Linked DNA regions of Arachis hypogaea: region 1 is linked to region 2. A link is a contact called in public Hi-C data. All regions are on one chromosome and are shown on one strand. The core of a region is the stretch at or near the end of the contact, and the rest is flanking DNA. Distances in the headings are between cores, read along the strand shown. Region 1 holds the start of LOC112710724 (homeobox protein knotted-1-like 1). Region 2 overlaps LOC112710723 (protein SEMI-ROLLED LEAF 2).

The links. A called contact is a pair of places that touch in the nucleus more often than the background predicts.
Region 1: a contact with region 2 is called in a Hi-C map of leaf, with 1.7 times the contacts expected there. The contact joins the promoter of LOC112710724 here to the enhancer-like site in region 2. A contact is called at or near these places in 2 of 8 Hi-C or Micro-C datasets (leaf and an unstated tissue).

Annotation. Positions count from the first base shown.
Region 1 is chr9:25,199,722-25,204,074 of arahy.Tifrunner.gnm2.J5K5, reverse strand. It overlaps LOC112710724 (homeobox protein knotted-1-like 1), which reads right to left and starts at 1,698. Exons shown (of 5, transcript XM_025763113.3): 1 at 1,212-1,698; 2 at 990-1,103; 3 at 167-323. The coding sequence starts at 1,466.
Region 2 is chr9:25,069,697-25,073,612 of arahy.Tifrunner.gnm2.J5K5, reverse strand. LOC112710723 (protein SEMI-ROLLED LEAF 2) reads right to left here. Exons shown (of 20, transcript XM_025763112.3): 18 at 3,664-3,801; 19 at 3,277-3,486; 20 at 2,619-3,093. The coding sequence ends at 2,974. Among protein-coding and RNA genes, the nearest start is that of LOC112710723, 9.3 kb to the right of the region's middle. Within about 2 kb of position 2,137, at least 2 of the 3 cell types and tissues checked have open chromatin away from gene starts, as enhancers often do.

The DNA.
Region 1 (4,353 bases), core at 449-2,948, 130 kb before region 2:
ACACTTGTTCATCTTTAACGTACACTAGAGGGCCACACCATATTCATCCATCTTCAGTTAAAAACAAAATGTTAATACAATAAACGAAGATAAAGGGCCACACATACATACATATCTAACTTGGAATTTTACACAACATATATTGATAAGAATAAGAAATCATTACCGGATCGATGATTATTATTGGTGTCCAAAGAGATTGTTAGTGTTCCCTTACAAAGGTTGCTGAGTTGTGATTCGATGTTACACAAAAACAAGGTTGCTTCGTTGAATGGCTTCGACAGCTCCTCCTTGTATTTATGAAGAACATTACAGTATGATTCCTACATTAATCCAAATTAATTAACCTCATCATTCATCAGAATATTATGTGTTTATTCACATGATACATCAATCACGTTAGGGATCGGGAAAAGGATACAAGCACTCTTTTTAAGATTTTGGTTTTAGTGACTAATCACTTTGCCGTAAATTATCAATCGATTAATTTAAGGACACACGAGATCATTTCCATACTTAGCTAAAACCAAATTTTAATTTTCGATCGCTTGTTTAAAAGACTAAATCATATTTACACTCATGTATGCTTTTAACAATTATTTACATTAGTGATTAATTTTGATGTATTAATAACGTGATGAAATATTTTACATAATCGTTTAATCACATCCGTAAAGTTTGTTAGATAATCAATCTAATCAATATAAAAGATATTTTTTTATAAGATGATATATAATTAAATATACATATAAAATTATTTTATATTGATAATGTATTAAAATTAAATTAACATAACATTATTAATAAGGACTATGTTACGTGTACATCAAAATCAGCCACTAAAATCAAATATAAATACACACATTGAAAATAAATTAAATTACACATGTATTTATATACAAACATATTAATAACTGATTTTAATGACTGATTTTAGTGTAAAAAAAGATTTTTGTTTTATATATAGAAAAAAAAAATAAAGTACATACCATGAAATCATCAAGCTCAGGATCATCTCCAATCTGACGGCGGCGAGTATCCATTGGATGACTTTCACGGCTTATTTCTTCAAGCAGAGAGGCCACTTCAGGCGGCGCTCCAACCTTTTTGGAGCCACAACAAAAAGAATAGATATTGATTAAAACTCTATGGAATCCTAAAATAGAAGTGTGTGTAATAAAAAAGAATAGAATGGAAGGAATTGAAAGAACCTTTTGACATTGAATGTAAGCAGAGAGCAAATCGGGATAGCGGGGATGGTTGGCGATCTGAGCCTTAATAACCGGATCCGACATATCTGGGTCGGGTGCTGCAAGTTGAAGGAGGTAGTTACTACCCACGCCCACGCTCGTAGTAGCTTCTGTTAGATGCAACTTAGAAGCGGTTACAACAACATCCTCCTCCGAAGAACAAGCTTCGAAATTGTTATTATTATTGTTGCTCAACTTGATGTAAAAATCCTCCATGTAAATAAATGGTGTTTGATTATAAAAAGGAGAAAAAGAAAAAGGATAAGGGAGTGTGTGAGTGTGTGTATTATACAAAATTGGATGGAGAAGGGGTAAGTCAGTTACGCCACCTGGAAAGAGACCACACTATACAACTTAGCGTGTTCAGTTTCTTTCACAAGGGAGGCTACTTAGTTAGCTAGAGAGTAAGTACTCTACACAAAAAAGAAAAAAATAAAAATAAAAGATAAACAGGACAAATTAAATGGAGAGAGGTAGTTACTGTTACTAATGAGATTAAACTGATTTTTTGTTACTTGTTTCGTTTTTTTTTCTAAGAAGAGGAGCTATGTTATTATTTATATTTTGTACTATAAAAATAAGCCAACTTCACCCAATAATTAATGAGTTATAACCAAATAAGTTCACTCACTTATATTTTTTTTCTGTTTTAAAAAATATTTTTTCTTTATTCTTTTTTTCTCTTTAGATTTTTTTTCTCTCAATACTATAATTTCACTAATTACCACAAATCATCCACTATTTTTTCTTTCTCATCATCCTCTGCAATCACTCTAAATCTTAAATCTTAAATTATAAATTTTATAATATAAATATTAAACTTTAAGCAATAAATTAGTTTCGTCTTTTTTACTTTTAGATGTTCTTTTTTGCTTGAATTTTTTTTTACGTTTTTACTGTTTTACTTTCAAATGTTTCTTTCCGATGTTTCAATTGTTAGCTGATTTTTAAGTTAATTTTATTGAATAAATGTTAGCATCTTAGACCTTTTTTTATTTATAGTAAATTTTTAGCGTAAATGAAATAACAAACAATAATTCATGTATTTGATTCAATATATTTTGAAAAGATTTGAATAATTATTTATTTAAATAACTATGCTAATTACTAATAAATAAGGATATACATTTAGTATTCATGAGAAATTTTTTTTATATTTTTGTGAAAATTTTCATTGTAATATTTAAAATGTTTATTATTCGGATAGTTTATTGTTTTGCTGTAAAGCTATGTAAAATAATATATATATATATATATATATATATATATATATATATATATAAATTTAAAGGCATAAATGTATATCTCATTTTGATCAATTGATCTCTAGCCTTCCTTTTCTCTTTTTTTTTTAATATTTGGCCATTAGCTTAGAAACATAATCCACTAGCATAAAATTATCATAAATTTAAAGATATAAATAATATCTCATTTTTTAAAATTTTATTTATAAAAAATGCAATAAAATCTATATTTTTAAAAGTATTTTAGATTGATAGCTAGAGATGATTTTTTGAAGGATAATTTACTTATATAAAATGGTTTTCATCATATATTATACAAATATATTAAAATTTGTACGTATAAATTAAATGTTTTATTTTATTTCTATGTAATTCGTTACACTTTAAGGCGAATTCAAAATTTACATGTAATTCGTTTTAACATGCAACGAATTAGTAGGAGAATGATTTTTTAATTTTCACAAATGATTCATTGATCACTTTTTTTAGTCGTCTTGGATGTTCAATATAAATAACAACGATTAATATTTCGTAGTGGAATTTTTTGTATAAAGCTAAATTCGTAGATGTATGATTTTTTTTATTTATTAGAGAAAAAGTTATTTGGACAAAATTTTGTATTTGAGAAAGAAAAAAGAAATAGGTGAAGGAAAGAAAAATGTGGTTACAATTGGTTTTATTCATTTGAAAAAAAGTAAAAGTATCAAAATATATTACCACATTTTACTATACACAATTTTAGGGGTAAAGCCTTAAATATTTACAAAAAAGTTTAACTAGCTATTCATAGAATGGATGGTGTATTTATTTAGAGAAAATATTCAATATGGCCCTACAAAATTTCTAGGTTTAATTTCTTGAGGTTTCTAAAAAAAAAGAAAAAAATCCATCACAACCCTAGTTATTCGATGCTATGAGATAAGTTGACTTTGTTGGTGAACTTCTTTGCATTTAATGGAATCCTCTACATGACATATAAGTTGCTTATGTGGACCTTAAGTAACAATGCGGATTGACGCAATATTAAAAAAAATTTCTATAACAAATTAATCATATTCTTTTTTGTTACTAATAGTTGTATAATTTTTCTTCTCATTCTTTTTGCAGAATTAACTACATTTTTTTCTAAAATCACGATTCTCATCTAAATCCCTCTTCTCAAAATCATTATCCATATTCATGTTTGCCGACATAAATAATTCTTTTTATACTAACACTTAACATCCAATTCAGCAGGTTAACGTGACAGTTGAACAATAAATTCTATTAGCACTTAATAGAGAAATACACAGAAAAATCGCATTATATTGTGAAAATAGGGACAGAGACTGAAGTGTTCCTTTTTTTTTTAACTCTAAAGAAAGGTTTTATCTTTTGTGAAAATAAGACAGGAAATTAGTAGTTCACTCAAGAAAACTTAATATTATTATTGTGCCCGTGTGTTTGTTAAGAGTTGGATGAGTGAGAAAGGAAAAAAGGACAGAGAACAGTGGAATGGATTTGACAAGGTTCGTGTGTGTGTTTGTGATAAAGCCATGTTTATGTAGGTCCTTCTTTGAAGACTTTTTGTTACTGATTTTCACTCAGACATCACATTCTTCCATGTGACTAAAACCCCATTGCTGGGCCTCAACTCTTCTCTCTCTAGTCTGTTATTTGCCAACGCCTTACTTACACAATAACACAAACAAAATATAAAAAAAAAATCCATTTGTTTAATATCCATATTCTTCACTATAATCCCATACTTAGAGCTGACAATATATACTCGGACCAACTCGTTCGAATAGGATTGTCTATCCTACTTATAGATAGGATATAATAAAAAAAGTGAGTGTTGAACTTACAATCTTCCTCTT
Region 2 (3,916 bases), core at 888-3,387:
GACGATTTTCACTATTAACTCAATGACAAATATTATTAACAGCTACGATCTAGAATCATAAAATCATACTTCTTCAAATTATATTAAACTAACCGGTTCGATTGGGTTAACCAAAAATTAATACAAATACGATCGCTTCATAATAAAAATTAGTTTTTAATGAATCCGTTAAAAAAAACGATCAACAAATCAGTAAATTAGTTGAATCAGCCTAATTTTTAATAATAAATCAATTTAAAATTATAAAAATATTTTTAAAAAATTATATATATAATTAATATATAAAATATTATTTTGTTATATCAAATTTGGATCAACTCTCGTTGAGTTTTGAATTTAGACTTTTAAACTATTAAACTTCTAATTTTATTGATTCGATATTCGATTGAGTTTTTAAAATCTTAGATAAAATACTGAGAAAGAGAAATGAATAATGAGAGTATTTTATAAACTGAAACAAGATTATTAATTTATGCATGCTACACAATGTCAGAACTTTAAGTAAACTATATAATTTTGGCCAGCCAGAGAAAAGAATTTGGATGGGTGTGGGACAAGAAAAAAAATGCAAGTCAAACATTAGATGAAACAAAAAAAGTTATGGAGAAGATGATTTGGGATAACAATTAAAATAAAATAAAAATTGTCCCTCTTTTATAATCAATTTTGTTAACTAATAAGAAATGTAACTAATTTCAATCAACTCTTATTTGGACGTATTTTAAGATTCATGGAGAAAAATTTACAATATATTAAAAAAATATTTAAATTATATAAAAAAATTTAAATTATATTAAATTTATTCTTAATGTTGTGGATGTTTTTTTTAAAAAAAAACATTCACATTCTAAACCTCAATAAACTTTTTATTAAAGGATGAAAAAACATTCATAATATACCAAAAAATCTAAATTATGTCAAAAAATACATCCAAATTTTATAGAAAAAATATTCACTTTACATGAAAAAACATCCACAATATACTAAAAAAACATCCAAATTATACCAAAAAACATTCGAATTACTTGAAAAAACATTCAAATCACATCGAAAAAATCCAAATCACAAAAAACCGACGGTGGTGGAGGGCACAACAGCGACGACGCAATGGAGGACGACGACACGAGGACAAGGGTATGAGCGTAGGTTCGTGAGTGGCAGTGGGGGCGGCGGCTACTGGTTTTGTGACGGAGGAGGGGCTAGTGATCTCTAGAAGACTAAGCGGTGGTGCGACGATGAAGTGACGACGTTGTAGTGTGTTGATTTGCGTCGCAAGGCATGCACCGTGAGTGGAGGCTGTGACGGTATGCAACAACAATGGAGTCGCGCGAACTCTTGTCGATGTTGCGGCAGTGCGGTGGAGGCGCCACGATGAAACCGTGATAGTGTGGGATATTGGAAAAAGAAAAACACAACATTGATTATTGGAAGAGAGCGACTAGAGTTTGTGATTTTATGTGGTGAGTAGGAGTAAATTGAAATTAAGATAATTTGTGTATGAATTTTTCAAAAAAAAATAAAAATTATAGAAAAATTGATTGAGTTGGGTTATAACATAGTTGCTCGGTACTTTCTCTTTTTCAATGGTTACAATAGCAATACCCTTATTTTAATTTATATGTTCTTCATTTTTGCTCATTAGTGTATTCTCTTTGTATGACATGGTGCTTAATAAGGTTAATGTTTTCTCGTCATTCTACTTTTTTTTCCTTTCCATCCTCCTTTCTACAAATAAAGATCTCATTTTACTTTCTTAAAAACTTTTAACCAAAATTATATATAAACAACTCTTATTTATAATACTTTACATATATGAAAAACTCATTTAAACACCTTTTAGAATGGGGACAAAAATAGCTAGTAGAAATGGTAACTTTTTTCGACAGGACGAGTATTTTGATAAATTTATCTATCAAAAAATGAATATGGGGAGATTTTTCCACCCGCAACGGCACGAAAAGAGATCCCATCCCGTGAGTATCTAATACCCATTAATATGCAATTACTAAAATATCACGCATATATATAATTTGAAAACCCCTTATTTTTCTATACTCTCTCTTTTTCTCTCTTTCCCTTTCTCCCTCTCAAACACTGAGTCTCACACACGTTCACTCAATCAGTCAGCTAGTACCTGTATTACATAACACAAGTGTAGACCCAGCCCATAAATTTTTACATGGCGTAGTCTTGTTCTTGGACTCAGTCTTTGCTCCCCATCCAAAATTTATTATTAATTTATCAATTATATCCTTAATTCATTGAATTACTGAATTAATACACTAGTTTTTCTTATTAATTAAGAATTGTTTATTAATATTCAAATTACACTCAATTTCACATTTATCAGTAACTGTTTTGCCAACCTTGTTAACTTAAATAAATCAATGCAAGTCTAAACACTTGATTATATTATGTATTGATTTCTGCTCAATGGTATTTATTAGAAAAGGAGAAAAAAAAATAATGATGCCTTTTTTTCTCTTCGGAGTGTGCAATTGTTTTGTTCAGCTTAGAAAAATGTTATTTAAACAACAAAAATCATTGACATTTAACCACCGCCTTGCCCATTAAATATGATGGTAGGAGTGGTAACCCTACTCTAACAATCATCACCATAATTAAAAACAGCTGTTTAAATTACACAATCCTTGATAGCAGATATGGTCTTATGGATCCGTACATGTGCCATCATATAGTGCTACTAATTGTAATTAATAATTGAAGAAACCCTATCCAGTTGACTTCATAACAGGACGTGTCTTAGATAAGAATAAGAAAGAGTGACATATAAAACACTCTTTCCCCACCTAAACAGTACCATTCCATAGACAATAATGCAGTTAGAATTGATAATTGAGTAACCCTTACAAGGAGCATTCACCCTTCAATTCAAGTTTAGCGTGTTAGTTAGTGCCCTATACAAAATGTTAGCACACTTAATTAGAAAGAAACAAGATTTAACATAATATGTTAACAGCCAGCGGCCTTGAGGAAATTGTCAAAGGGACTAGCAGGAGGCAGCTTCATTGCCAGCCATGGCTCCCTCGGCGACGCTGCCGCTACTTGCCTATTCTCTCCACTCTTCACTTCCTGCACCCAATATACACTTTTAACAAATTATAATATAATCGTAAACTTTAGGTTAAAAAATAGTTTATAAGTACAACAACATTTCGAAATTCCATGATTATATGCAAAAAGTAATTATTTCATATCTGCAGTGATTTTATTAAATTGACAGTAGAACACATTAGAATTAGATACAGAACAAACCTTTTCAAGTGCTGATTTCCAGTTATCACATATTGGAGGAAGATATTTATCAGCAGCTGGACTGCAATGATGATTCTCAAAAGTCAGCCAATTCGAAAGCTTCTTCCTTGCATATGTCCCGAGCTTCTCGCACTGGCTGGCCATGGCGTTGTATGGAAGGGGTGAGGTCGAGACGGTCGACCCTGCCACTTGACCAGCTACCTCTAGTGCCTGAAAAGCAGTGGATGTGCTTATTTATTGAGCTACTATAGGAACATTGGTGAGTCACATTCAACAAATGCATCATTAAGAAAACTAAGTCCACTTATAAATAAATGCAAAACTAAGCGAGTTTACGTGTAGAAGGAGCTTCTTTCATGATAAATACACAAACATGAGAGAGAGTACCGATTCCATAAGCTGTCCAATGCTTATAACATGAGGCATAGAAGGGGATGGAGGCATCTTCGGAACAAATCGAGAAAGGTCTGAGACAGATGCTTCGCTTATTGTGTCATCCTCAACTCCTGAGCCAGAAGGAAAATCCTACCAAGAAAGGACAACTATCACCAACAGATTCATAACTGACTCAGTAGTGTAAAGACCCTAATACCCCTGTGTATCCCCCTAAATATTCTCAAATACTGATCATAATCAGAAT